Regions from separate parts of the Gossypium hirsutum genome. Here region 2 is linked to region 1. Evidence: chromatin contacts called from public Hi-C data. All regions are on one chromosome and are shown on one strand. Each heading gives the region's core, a stretch centred on a gene start, on an enhancer-like site or on the middle of the called end of the contact. The rest is flanking DNA. Distances are from core to core; before and after follow the strand shown.

Region 1 (6,942 bases), core at 2,410-4,909:
GGATTTTCTAGAAGTCCCTTTCTTGATTTCTACCAGGATTCCCATCACAAATTAAGAATGATATCATCATAAAACAGCTGCTTGAATGGTTACTCAGAATGTAATACATCCCAGGTTGCGGTTTGGCCTCACACACTCTCCCACATACTACCTGGTTCACACCATAACACTCTCCAACACACTCTGCCTTTTCTTCCCATTGCACGTATGAAAAACTACGTTGCTTACTGTTCTTGAAACGTCTAACACATGGCATGGGAATATGACCTCCGAAAATCCTCCAAATACATGGAAAAAGTTAGAAAAAAATAACCATACCATATTGGAGAAATACGCATATTTGAGACTCACACCCGAGTTAGAGTAACATAGATGAAAAGTTCCTAAAAGAAAGGTTGTTATCTACACACGTCTCACCCCGATACTACCTGATTCACTACATAAAATCCACAACTATTCCACCCCTTCAACAAAAGAGAAAAAAGGTGAGAGAGTTGACAAGACATTCTCCTGATTTAGGAAAACAACTATTCAAATGTTTGTCATTTCTTGGGCAAGTTTTCAAAATGATTTAGCAGAAATAGGAAACGCAGAAAACATTAACTTACCTTAAAAGTAAGCTCTCCTTGGAAGCCTCCTGCAACCATAAAATTGTCTTTGACTGCTAGAGTGCTTATTTGAGTTTGTGTAAAACCTTCTAACAAACTTCCGGGATGTTTCTAGTTACAAGGAAAATTAAGAGAAATTAGCAGATAAAATAAACCCAAATTACTACAATAACCATCTATCATTGACAACGTTAATATTTGTAAAGAAATTATAAGCACTAAGGCTAACTAAGTGCAATTGTAATACCTCGGTAGGTGCCACATGCCCAGCAAAATTAAGGATCTCAGACAGATTACATGACAATGATGACCAATGCATAACCGAATAATTGGACATAAGGTAAACATCATGCTTTGAAGTAGCCCAAACCAAGTTTCTGAGCTGTAAAATTCATTCCACAACAGGTTAATTAAGTCAAGAACACTGTACATAATAAAACTTCTAAGCCAAATATAGGACCTACTTTAGGTATTCTTAATCTTACTACACAAATATTGCCATGTACAAAGACAAAAGTAATGAGTACTAAAGGAAAGAAAGGGAAGTAGAACTTAATGAAACAAACAGCAACTTATGTGCAAATGCAGATGCACACAAAGTTGCAGGTTCAAAAGCATAAATATAACCAATCAAATCTATAACCGATAAATAACACTACTGAATAACATATTCAATACCAAAGAAGAAAATCAAGTTCCTTTATAATTGTCCATGCACACAACTGCCCTAGAGAAGTGATGACAAAGGTAATCTTTTGAATGATTAAATACATTAAAGCTAAATCATTTCTGAAAGGACAAAAAGAAATTCAAGAACAATATGTTTTGACACCAAAATCAACATATTAAATAAAATGACACCCTATGTTGCTCCAATTTGTTGTTTTTCTTTAAAAACACATGTCCAGAGCCTGTACCCGACATGGCTATGGGGATTAAACCTCCACTGTTTCTCCAAATACATGAGTGAACGTAGAAAAAAAATGAACATATCAGTATCAGACACATTCAAATTTGACAATTGCACTTGAGTCCAAAGTAACTAGGATAACAACAAGAACAAAAGATATAAACATTTTCTGACTAACAAACCTGAAAATGAAGGATCGTAGGTTTAACTAATCTAGTATTGTGGAAGAATTCATAGTAGTTCCCACCCTTCTGTATATGTTTAAATTCCTGAAACAACAAATACATTTTACACATATCTTAATATGATATCCGCTTTACTACAAACTAGTTCATTTATGGATTGTAGGAAAAGATACAAACCTTGTCAACAGCTTCACCGGAAAAAGGCATATTCTCATAGTTCTTATACTGCTCAAGCCTTGTCAACCTATATTTTTCTCTAGTTATGTTCAGTCTTTCCCACGGAATCCCCTGAATGTCTTTCCCCTTCCGCGCTTGCGCAGAAGTCGTATCGGTCACCTTGGTCAGCTGCTCAAATTATAGCATGAAAGTGATGAATTTCATCATTTAGTATAAAATTAACTAAAATTAACAACAAATATATATAGAATATATAAATATCACCAAAACGAAAAACAAACCATGTCATATTCATCAGCATCCACATCTCCACCAGCTCGACCGTAGTTGTCTTCATCCATGTCATGTACAAAATCTTCATCCATGTAATAGAAATCCTCCCCTTGCGGGTAGGACATGATATATTTGCATTCAACTGCAAAAAGGTTCAATTAAAAATTTCTTTCTACAAATAAAATTAACAAATATTAAAATAAAAACGCTTAGGGAAACCTAAAGAGAGTTGAATCAAAAGGGTTCCTAAAATTCATAGAAAAAAAAACTTACTTTCAGACAAACTAGCGAATAGCAAATTTACTATTTTTCTTTTCATTTTCTTAAAACATATCTTAAAAAAAATTGAATTTCTAAAAGAGAACGGAATTTTTAAGAGCAGAAGGGTGTTCCAGGGAGCTTATTTTAAAACAAATGGCTTTCAAAAATTATTTTTAAAAAAAAAAAACCTAAAACATGATAAAATCATATCCAACATAAAAGATGAACAAGAACAAAAAAAAAACCCCAAAAATCCTTAAACCTAACAAAGGAAAAAATAAAACTATTTTTCTACCACCAAAAAGAATTGCGCAGAACTAAACAAAAAGGCGAAAAGGAATAGGACAAAAGAGAACAGATACTGAATTCACTAAAAGAAAAATTAAATTTAAAAAAGGAAAAAGGAAACGAGAGATTGTTATTCTTACAGGAAGTTTAGTATGATGGTTCTGAAACTGAGGCCTCGGATTTAATCATTTAGGTAGTAAAATATTATAAATAAAGAATAATGAAAAGAGTTCCGGGGTTACGTTATAGTGGACGAAAACCGTCATTGCAGCATGCTTTCTTGGGCCGGGTTACCCCTCTCCGATTCAATCAGCTCCGGTTTAAATTTTTTAATTTATTTTTCCTTACAGTTACATTTAAACAAAAAATATAATTACGAATCAATAGGTGATTAAAAGAAAGTGTGGTCAAGTTTAAATCCTGATGATGAGAAATTCACTTAAATATTATTCTCAATCAAAAAGGAAAAACACATCTATAATTATATCAAAATATATAACATTATTTGTCCTCTTTAAAAAATAAAATAAATAAATATGATTTATTTTCTTTTCTTTGGATAAAATAGGGTTGGGCTTTATTAATTTAAAACTAAAATTTACATGAAAACCAAAATTAAAAAGAGCAAAGGCACAAAGAGGCTCAAAGAAAGAAAAGTTATCTGATCCTAAAAGGAAGAAAAAGTATTGAAAAAGAAAGATAATAAAGAAGCTACTGAAAAAGTAAACAAACTATAAAGAAAATTAAAGAAAAACGTGCCTACTCCTTTAGGGAAAGAGATTGCCCGTCCCACTCTTATCATCTTTCTAAGCGGCACCGACGGTTCCATTTCTCCCAAAAAAAGCCTGCCAAACTTATCTCCCTGCATTAAGACAATCATTCAGTCGAAGCATCCCTGTCTAGATCTGATGCTTCGGTAACCCAAGAAACCGGAAAAACCAAGAGTCCTTCATTCGTCAGTCAGGCTCGCGGAGCCAATCATTGGAAAAAGTTGTTGCAGCGGAGTCTGGGACAGATCCGATCAGGTAAAAGCCTTTTCCCTTCCTTACACATTCAGTGCCTAGAGCGTCTGCTAAAGCATTTCCAGATCTTTTAACATGCATAAATATGATGCTTTGAAATCGGGCGAGAGTGCCTTCGATATTACGAAGGTGCGAGCTAACTTTTGATTTGTCAGTATGACTTGAGTTACATTTCGTAATAACAGACAAGGGGTCTCCTTCGATGATTACTTTTGTTAATCTGAGAACTAACCCCATTTTAAGCGCCTCAAGGCATGCAAGGGCTTCCCCGGTGAAAGCCGGTCCCACATTGTCGTGCAAGTTTTAGACACTATTACCACACCTTTTCTATTTCGAGCAACCAGCCCTGTACCTAATCTACATCGTTCCATGACAAAAGCCGTATCAAAGTTTACTTTGATAAAATCGGTAGGAGGAGGATTCCAGCTTACTTTATCACCCTGGACGGTAATTTTCTTCTCTTCTAAACAGTCCAATTCATAGAGATACCTGGAGATAAAATTAGTAATTTCCTTTCCTGATTTAACCACTTTGTCATGAACTCTCCTATTTCTTTCAAACCAGATGGCCCAAAGTGAGCAGCAAACAATCCTTCGTTGAATGTGCCAACAGACATTAAAAACTGCAGTAAGGCAATCCAACCACCCCTAACTAGGTAGGTTTAATAAATCAATGAGGCCTAAGATTTCCCAAACTTTATTTGCAACAAGACAAAAGCAGAAGGCATGACTATTGTTTTTGCTCCTCCCCCACAAATGGGACACAGAGTGTCTCGAACCAGCTTCTTCAAGAGTAAGTTTGACATGGTAAGGATATAATTTTTGGAAATACGCCAGACAGTAATTTTTAGATTGGAAGGCAAATTTAAGTTCTATAGTTTACAATAGAAACTTTTATATGTAGCTTGTTATTCCCTTAAACTGAGAAGCACTATTGATTTCTAACAATTTGTAAGCACAGCGAACGTAGAACTCACCATATGCTTCCTTCCACCAAACCAGGGTATCATCTTGTGGTTCAAGTGCCAGCGGGATCTGAAGGATTCTTGATGCATCATCCTCATCAAAGATGGAAATAATAGTATCCTTTTTCCATTCTCTATTATCATCAATAAGCTCAGAAACAAATTCAAGATTACAATTACTAACTGTACCACATAATTGAAAATTAAAAGAGCATAGTATCCATGCAGCATTAAAAATAGGGATCGCTTCACTCGTACCCACCCTCCAACCAGAACCATCCTAAAGTACCTTTTTTATTGCCTAGATGCTTTTTTCACGCATACGAAGCATTCACTTTAAGACATGAATTCAGAAAATTAGAATGTGGATAATATTTCGCTTTCAAAACCTGCGCCAACAGAGAATTTGGATTAGTCATAAGATGCCACCCTTGTTTTGCAAGAAGGGTAATATTAAATTTCGCAAAACTCCTACAGCCAATGCCATCATTTTCTTTTAATTCACACATAGAACCCAATCCACACCAATGTAAGCCTTGTTTCACATGAGTCTTTTGCCACCAAAATTGAGGCACGATGCTTTCCATCTCTTTACACAAGGATTTTGGCAAAAGAAAATAACCTATAGCATAAGTAGGTATTGCTTGTAACACTGCTTTAATAAACACTTCCTTGCCGCCTTGAGACAAGAAACGAGAACTCCAATTATCAACCTTTTGTTTCATACGGTCTTTTAAATATTAAAAAGAGACATTCTTCCTTCTACTCACTATATTTGGGAGACCCAGGTATTTCTTGAGGTTAGTAGAACACCTTACACCCAATTCGATGGAGATTTGTGTTCTCACCGAATCAATTGTATTTGATCTAAAAAAGATTGTGGATTTGTCAAAATTCAGACATTGACCCGAATGGGTCTTATATTCTTTTAAAATTTACTTCAAAATTTTATCGCCTCCCACAGTAGTCTCCTCAAATAGAATACAATCATCGACAAAGAATAAGTGAGATGTTAATGGACCTTTTCAACTAGCTTTTACCCTCTTTAGAAGACTTTCATGAACAGCCAACCTCGTTAAAGAAGGGAGACCCTTACTACAAATGAGAAAGAAAAAAGGGCTAAAAGGTTCCCCTTGTCGAAGTCCTCACAAAGGCTAGAAATGTGTCCTAATTCTTTCATTTAAGCTTATCGAATAAGAGACAGTGGAAATAGACTTCATCACAATGTCAACCCAAGCTTGAGAAAAACCTATTTTTTCCATCATTACTCGTAGAAAATTTCACTCTATCTTGTCGTAGGCTTTACTCATGTCTAGTTTGAGCGCAAGTAAACCCTTTCTACCTTTTTACTCCTGGCTAAAAGTATGCAATAATTCATATGCCAATAAAACACTATCAGATATTAATCGATCAGGAGCAAAAGCAGTTTAGGACTTGTCAATATAGACTTATAATACTTTTTGAAATCTGTTTGCAACCATTTTGGCTATGATTTTATAGATAACAGTGTAAAGCCTAATTGGTCTAAAATTTCACATTTTTGTAGGATTGTGAATTTTAGGGATAAGAATTATATTAGTGACATTTATAAACCCCATATTCATGCTATTATTTAATACTCCCAAACCAAAACAACAAACCTCCTTGCCCATAATGTACTAATATTTTTGAAAGAAATTGATGAGAAACCATCTATACCTGGTGCCTTCATAGGGGCCATACCTTTTAATGCCCCAAAGACTTCCTCCTCTATGTAGGAAGTAGTTAGCTCAGTATTGGCCTATTTAATGATGCACCTATCAACTCCGGATAGAGTATGGCTCATCCCATTACCTCCCATTCGTCACAAAAAGCTCAACAAAATAGCTCGTCTCAATGTTTTCCATTTCATTATGATCTAAGGTAATTCTACCACCCACATAGTCCAAAAACGAGATCCTATTTGAATTCTTCCTTTGCGCATTTGTGAAAAAATTTGGTATTTTTGTCACTAGCCTTTTAGCCAGTTTACTCTTGCTCTTTGTTTCCAAAAACGTTCTTCATTATCAATATCCTAATTAAAAAAGGAGTTTTGTATCAATAAATGCTTGAAGATTTGTATCGTCTATATTTTATCAAAGTCTCCTTCAAACCATTCCTTTTCTCCTTTCTTTGCCGAACCCACTTAAGTAAACTAACTCTAGTACTTTCTAGTTTGGAAAGAAGGTCCCCCTATTCGAATCTTATATTTTCTTAACTTCAGCTTCAAAGGAGT
Region 2 (6,799 bases), core at 2,324-4,823, 150 kb before region 1:
GTTAACATGTTGTGACTGAAGATGTAATGCTTAATTGATTTGTTTTATGCATGATTGGGTGCAAATTACTTGATGCTTTTACCATCATTCACTGAGATTTTTAAGCTCACACTCTCACATTTCATGCAGAGAATTTATAGGCGTAAGGAGTCGAGAAGTGAGTGCAAGGGCGATCCAAGAATTAGGCTCGATAGTGACTTAAGAAATTTACTTTAGAGACTATATAGGGGCATTGTGATGCTTTTAGGGCTAGTGTTATGAAGCAGAGCTTGGATGTTGCAATTTTGCTTATCAATGTTGCGACTTTGCTACAGCCTTGTGATCAACTTCCATCTTTGGCTACTATTGAGAATGTTGCGGCTTCAAGTGTTGGGTGTTGCAACCTGGTCCATAGTCTACTTGCCTTGTTGATGTTGGTAAAAAAATCTTCTAAGTGTTTGTGCAGCTTTAATGTCACGACTTCATGGTCTACATGTCGCAACATTATAAATAGTCCCCTAACTCCCTTGTTGATTGGTTCAAGTCATTTCCTGTACCGCTACATCAACTGGTTAGAACTTCATTAGGCTTAAGTTGGCCTAATTGGTTGATAAAAACCATTAAAACTACTAAAACTTGAACTTTTACTACTTAAACTCTAAAAACATAATTTATCATTAAGATGACTTAATTTTACTATTGAACATGCTAAAATAATCGAATAACATGATAAATCGTGACAAATCAGTAATGGCCCCCAAATTACACATATGTAACTTTTTTTGACATTTTATCTTCAGAAAAGAGAGAGTTACTTTCCCAAAAATACTTATGTGTTAATTAGAAAGATCAAACCACTAGATTTCAAGATCTCAAGATTTCGATGGATTCGGGTACACTTTCGCATCTAGTCTTGTTCTTGATTTGTTCTTGATGATTTGAAATGATAGATCCTAATTTACTGTTCTAAGTTTATATTAGAATTTTACAGTTCTAACAATAATAGCATTTAAATAATATATTAATATACTAGCATTTAACTTATAGTACTAGCATTTAACTTATAGTAGACTATGACAATATATATAAATATATATTAATCTACAATTCCATAAACATAAATCTATAACAAAATTTATAATTAAAATACAAATATTTTTTCAGATACTTAATAAAAAAAAACCTCTCTATAAATTTAAAACAAAGAAAAAAATACATAAAAATAATAATATTTAAACTAGTAATAAACAATATATTTTTCAAACAATTAAAAATATTATATATAAATATCAATATACCAATATACTACTATTGAAATTAACAATGATCTCGAAAGTAATATTAACTATAAAAAGAAAATTACAAAATGTACAAAAACTTAAAAGTATCTTAACATTTAAACATGCAATAAACCACTATTCTACAAACAATTAATAAAATATATCAATATATCAACCTTCAATCAAACAATATAACTAATAATAAATTATTAGTATGTCAATATACTAATATTTTCCTTTTAGTATAAAAAATAAACTCAAATTTTAAACAATTTAACAATAATAATTATCAATATATCAACATCTACGCAAATAATATACTAAAATACAACAATCTAGTAAGATATAGAGGTGTCCATGGGCCGAGCCCAAAACAAATTTAGGCCCGGACCTGACCCAAAAAATAGGCCGGCCCACCCATATTAATTTTTTATATAATCTTTTTTTAAAATATAAAATATCAAAAATACTAAAAAATTAAAATAAATATTTCACAACAAATTGAAAATAAATTAAAAAAATATGTATATTAACTTAACAAGCAAATGTGAAAAATAGTAACAAAATTAACAATAAAACAAGAGTTGTACAATATCCAAATAATAATAACAAAATAGTAGCAACATAATTGTGAAATGATAGTAAAATAGTGAAAAATAACAAGAAAATAATAAAAAATAGCTAGGTTTTTTTTCATATTTGAGTCGGGCCAGGCTGAGCTCAGACAAAAAAAGCCTTACCTAAGGCCCAACATATTTTCTAAACGGATATTATTTTTTGCCCAAACCCATTTTTGGGCATGTCTTTTTACTCAAATCCTCCCACTTTTCGAGTAAGCCTTCTGGCTGAGCTGGGTCACCTAACCCATGGACAGGTCTCGTAAGATACTAACATCTAAAATAATAAAAATATTAAATATACCAATAAACATTCAATTAATCTCTAAATTCCACATTTATCAGCTAAATTTTTTAAAAAAATAATAACATACTTGTTAGCATGGAATTGTAGAGAATTTGTTTCAAATATATTGTGTTAGAAAGAAAATGAGAGAAGAAAAATATGTAGAGAGAAAATGGGAGAAGAAAAAGATGTTGGGAGAAATTGAAAGAATTTTGATAGAAAATAAGAGAAAAGTGATTGCTCATTTAGATGCATAAAACTAAAAAGGCTAAATTGCATAATATTTGAAACTATTATTAAAAAATAATAATTAACCCCTACATACTTGCCTCAATTATTTACCTTTGCATCTTTCAATAATTTCTTTACTTCTGGATGCTAGTATACTTTTTTTGCTTTTTTTTTTGTGAATAAAAAGATGAATAGCATCAATTACATAAGCTAACGAGTGATTTTATTTTTCTCTAAAAAAACAACTTCCTTAAGGGTCTCGTTGAGGATTTATAGACTAGATTTTCAACTTAATCTAAGTTTAGTAAGACAATCTGCAGCGAAGTTTTGACTTCTAGGAATATGCTTGATTCTCCATATCCATTCCGCCCTCATGATGCGCTGAGTCCTTTTGAGTACAGTAATTCCGAAGTCTTCCATATTCAAAGCGTTCAAGATTTGGAATACTTGAACATGATCTGTTCTATAGGCTCGTACCTCTGTATCCTTAAGTTCAAAGGGGACAGGATTCCAAGTCTAGTTGATGAAATACGAATGTGTGATCTGAGCGTGATTACTAGTCTGATGAAGCCCTTGCTGGTTCACCTCGACCACAGAGGATCGTTCTCAGTTTGCCTTGTGCGGCTGGGAAGGTCACGCAGTTGTCTTTTTTTGCTTTTTTCATGCATGCTTGTTTACATGTTTATTATTTCTTTCAACTGCTACAGGCAAACAAAATACTGCATCACTACATTTTCCTCTTTTCTTTTCTTTCCTTCATTTTTTCATGTATGAAAGCTGCCACGGTTTTGCATTTATTTTCTTTCCTACACCTTTTCACGGGCCTGTTGCTGCTGCTTCGTGGAAGAAAAAAATTAAAAGAACATGAAACAGTGAAGTCGACACCTTTGGGATCCTTAGAGGTACCAACTTCAAATTCATCTATTTCGCTAATTAATCCAACACCTCTGCTAATTAAATCACTAATATATTGGAAAAAAAAGCCAAGGTAAACAACTAAATAATAAGTTTGATTCTTTTTAGTTTGAGGTTTGATTCTTTAATTCAAGAATTTTTCATTATAGGGGTTAAGGTTAGAGAATTATTCTTTGATTCTTTAATTCCAAGTTGGAATTATTTTCAATTTATTAATACACCTCATCAATATAAAATTGCACCTAAGCCTTAAGGAAAAATCATTTTCGCTTTTTCATCTAATGGAAATGGATCAAAATATAATGTTAGATATAGTATAAGGACCGGTACGGTAGTTTTAGCATTGCCTTCTCCCCAATACCAGACGCATAAAACCTCAAACCCCAAAATCTGCAACATTCACATTTATTGGTCCGGCGGCTCTTACACTTTACATCCATGGCTTCCGCTATCATAACGTCCTCCAAGTTATACCCTTTCCCTTCTCCCTCCCTCAAACCCTCCCTTTTCCTTCGCTCTACTTTCCTTCCTTTCCCTTCTTCCATCACTTTACCTTCATTTCCTTCCAAATCATGCCCCAAATCCCTCCCCATTTCCTCTTCTTTGAACCCTAACCCTCCCTCCTCCCAGCGCCGCCCCCCTTACATTCCCAACCACATCCCCGATCCCAACTATGTCCGTGTCTTCGACACCACCCTCCGCGACGGCGAACAATCCCCCGGCGCCACCTTGACTTCCAAGGAAAAACTAGACATTGCTCGCCAATTAGCTAAGCTCGGCGTCGATATTATCGAAGCTGGGTTTCCGGCCGCCTCGAAAGACGATTTCGAAGCTGTTAAGACTATCGCTAAAGAAGTTGGAAATGCGGTGGATGGGAATGGATATGTGCCTGTTATTTGTGGACTTTCAAGGTGTAATGAGAAGGACATTAAGACAGCTTGGGAGGCGGTTAAGTATGCGAAAAGACCTAGAATCCATACTTTTATCGCAACGAGTGCAATTCATTTGGAGTATAAGTTAAGGAAGAGTAAGGAGGAGGTTTTGGATATTGCTAGGAATATGGTTCGATTTGCTAGGAGTTTAGGTTGCAATGATGTCGAGTTTAGCCCTGAAGACGCCGGCAGGTTGAATTCTTATCTCGTTTTTCTCTTCTTTATGGCAGTTTCTTGACAGGGATTGTTCTGAGATAAGATCATATTCTATTATTACCTGTTATGAAGAATTCGAGAATAGTTTTGCTTGGTTTAGATTAGATCAGATTAAATGGTAGAATCAAAAAAGAGGAATTGAAGTTTATATATGGATAAATTATGGTTTGAGGTTTTATTCAATTCAAGCCAAGCCATTTTTGCGAAAGATATGGGCTTTGGTTAGTGGTGTACTTATGCTTGCAAGTTGATTGGGTTCGGCTTGAAAAAAGAAAAAAAAAAAAACCTTGAATTTGGCTTGGTTATTGTGTAATCGAGCTCAAGCATCTCGAGAGAGTCAAACTTAAGTATTAAGTAGCTCGAGAGCCTTGTCAAGCTATATTAGTGTATATATATTGTTTAATTAATATTGAGAATTTTCAATTTGAATTCGAGCTAGAGTTCCACTAGAAATAGTTGAGCTTTTAAGTCAAGCATGTTAATCAACCTCATCCTTTTACTAACTAAATGAGCCTAATCAAGCTGAGTTTAGAGCCTCAGTTTCTAGTTGAGCTTGAGCTTTTGACAGCTTGAGTTTGCTTTGGTTAAACCCTTAGGCTTTATCAAATATTGCTGCAACAGGTGCATGCTTGTTTTTGCATGGGGTGGACTAATAATTTCAGGGGCTTTAAATGATAGCTATTTTGCAGTTGCAGTAGTGTATGAATCTGCTTTTGGAATAAAATAAGTAAATGTAAAAGGGCTTTTGTTATTTCTTCGAAATGATAGTCTTGTTTCGTTTGATTGTACCAGATCTGACCGAGAGTTTCTGTATGAGATTTTGGGTGAAGTGATCAAGGCTGGAGCGACAACTCTGAACATACCTGATACTGTTGGCATAACTATGCCGAGCGAGTTTGGGCAATTGATTGCTGATATAAAAGCCAATACCCCTGGAATTGAGAATGTTATTATTTCAACACACTGCCAAAATGATCTCGGGCTTTCTACTGCCAACACTATTGCGGTAGGCCACTGCTTTACATTGTTAATTGATGCATAGTGAGATTGAGATGTACTTTGGTTGCATTACTTCTTAGCTGTTATGGATTCAGGGAGCTTGTGCTGGTGCAAGGCAAGTGGAAGTAACAATCAATGGCATTGGAGAAAGAGCAGGAAATGCTTCAATGGAGGAGGTGAGGTTTTGCTTCTTGCAATATCAGAATGATTTATATGTTTGGATTTTGTGTTATGTAGAAGTAGATGGGAAAATTCATTGCAGTTTTTACCTTTTTATTGTATCCAATTGTTTTAACCATGTTTTTATTGTGTTCGATTTTTTTTAATGGGTCCTTGTGTCCCTGAGATGCATTCTGTGGTGTTGAAGTTGTATCCATGTTAGGTGTGTGTTAAAGACACACCCCTGCACAGAGTGTACATGCTTCACAGGATGAAAAAAGTTGTATCCTTGATATTATATATATTGATAATGTTAGATAAATCAGCAATGTCAGTTGCTCTTTCTAGCGTTCAGTTGTGTTAAGAGCTATTAATTTTTTTTGTAATTGAACTTTTGCACCTCTGTCAGCAGTTCTTGTAATATCGTATGGCCTATAGCTTGTTTTACGGTTTTGAATCATTGAGCTTTCACTTTTTCTTGTGTAGGTCGTGATGGCCTTAAAATGTCGTGGTGAGCATGTATTAGGAGGTCTTCATACAGGAATCAATACCCGACACATTGTAATGGCAAGCAAAATGGTATTCTTTCATCAACTTCAGTTACAGCTGGATTGTTTCTCACTCTTGACTGAATTAGCTCCAAGGTCTGTTATTGACTTAAAATGGTTGTTTAGGTAGAAGAATACACAGGGTTACATGTTCAGCCGCATAAAGCCATTGTTGGAGCCAATGCTTTCGCTCATGAAAGTGGTATTCACCAGGTTGGTTTTTCAGTGTTTGATTGTATATATTTGTGAACCTCCAAACAATTTCTGTCTAGTTATAGAGTTTGTTTTATTGCTAATTTCCTTGTTAGATGGTTGAAGTGTATTTATTATCATATTTGAAAAATGATTGAATTAACTAGTATGCATTGTGATTTTATCATTTTGTGGGTATAGTTAAGAGCCAACTCAACCAAACTCTTCTACTCTTTATCCCTGATTAGCTGTGTCTAGTTAATACAATCTGTTATTGTCATGCTGTTTGGTTAAGGATGCGAATTACTGAAAGGTCTAAACAACAAAGTCACTTTTTCTTTGTTTTGGTTTATATATACTTACAAAAGTAATACAAATAATAAGATATATATTCTAAAATGCTTTCTGTTTTGTAGGATGGAATGCTAAAGCACAAAGGTACATA

Evidence for each region. A called contact is a pair of places that touch in the nucleus more often than the background predicts.
Region 2: a Hi-C map of leaf shows a contact between it and region 1, with 3 times the contacts expected there. The contact joins the promoter of LOC107887273 here to the promoter of LOC107887274 in region 1. A contact is called at or near these places in 6 of 34 Hi-C or Micro-C datasets (anther, callus, hypocotyl and 1 more).

What each region holds. Positions count from the first base shown.
Region 1 is chrA03:51,293,038-51,299,979 of Gossypium_hirsutum_v2.1, reverse strand. It overlaps LOC107887274, which reads right to left and starts at 3,659. Exons shown (of 10, transcript XM_041095961.1): 1 at 3,462-3,659; 2 at 2,162-2,295; 3 at 1,881-2,048; 4 at 1,701-1,787; 5 at 856-990; 6 at 609-719. The coding sequence starts at 3,582. LOC107887275 (a long non-coding RNA gene) reads left to right here and starts at 3,528. Exons shown (of 4, transcript XR_001681101.2): 1 at 3,528-3,727; 2 at 3,910-4,171; 3 at 4,289-4,530; 4 at 4,726-6,942.
Region 2 is chrA03:51,446,119-51,452,917 of Gossypium_hirsutum_v2.1, reverse strand. It overlaps LOC107887273 (2-isopropylmalate synthase 2, chloroplastic), which reads left to right and starts at 3,573. Exons shown (of 12, transcript XM_016811463.2): 1 at 3,573-4,432; 2 at 5,249-5,462; 3 at 5,551-5,631; 4 at 6,101-6,193; 5 at 6,289-6,375; 6 at 6,771-6,799. The coding sequence starts at 3,747. It overlaps LOC121225495 (small nucleolar RNA U3), which reads left to right and starts at 2,827; the gene lies at 2,827-3,044.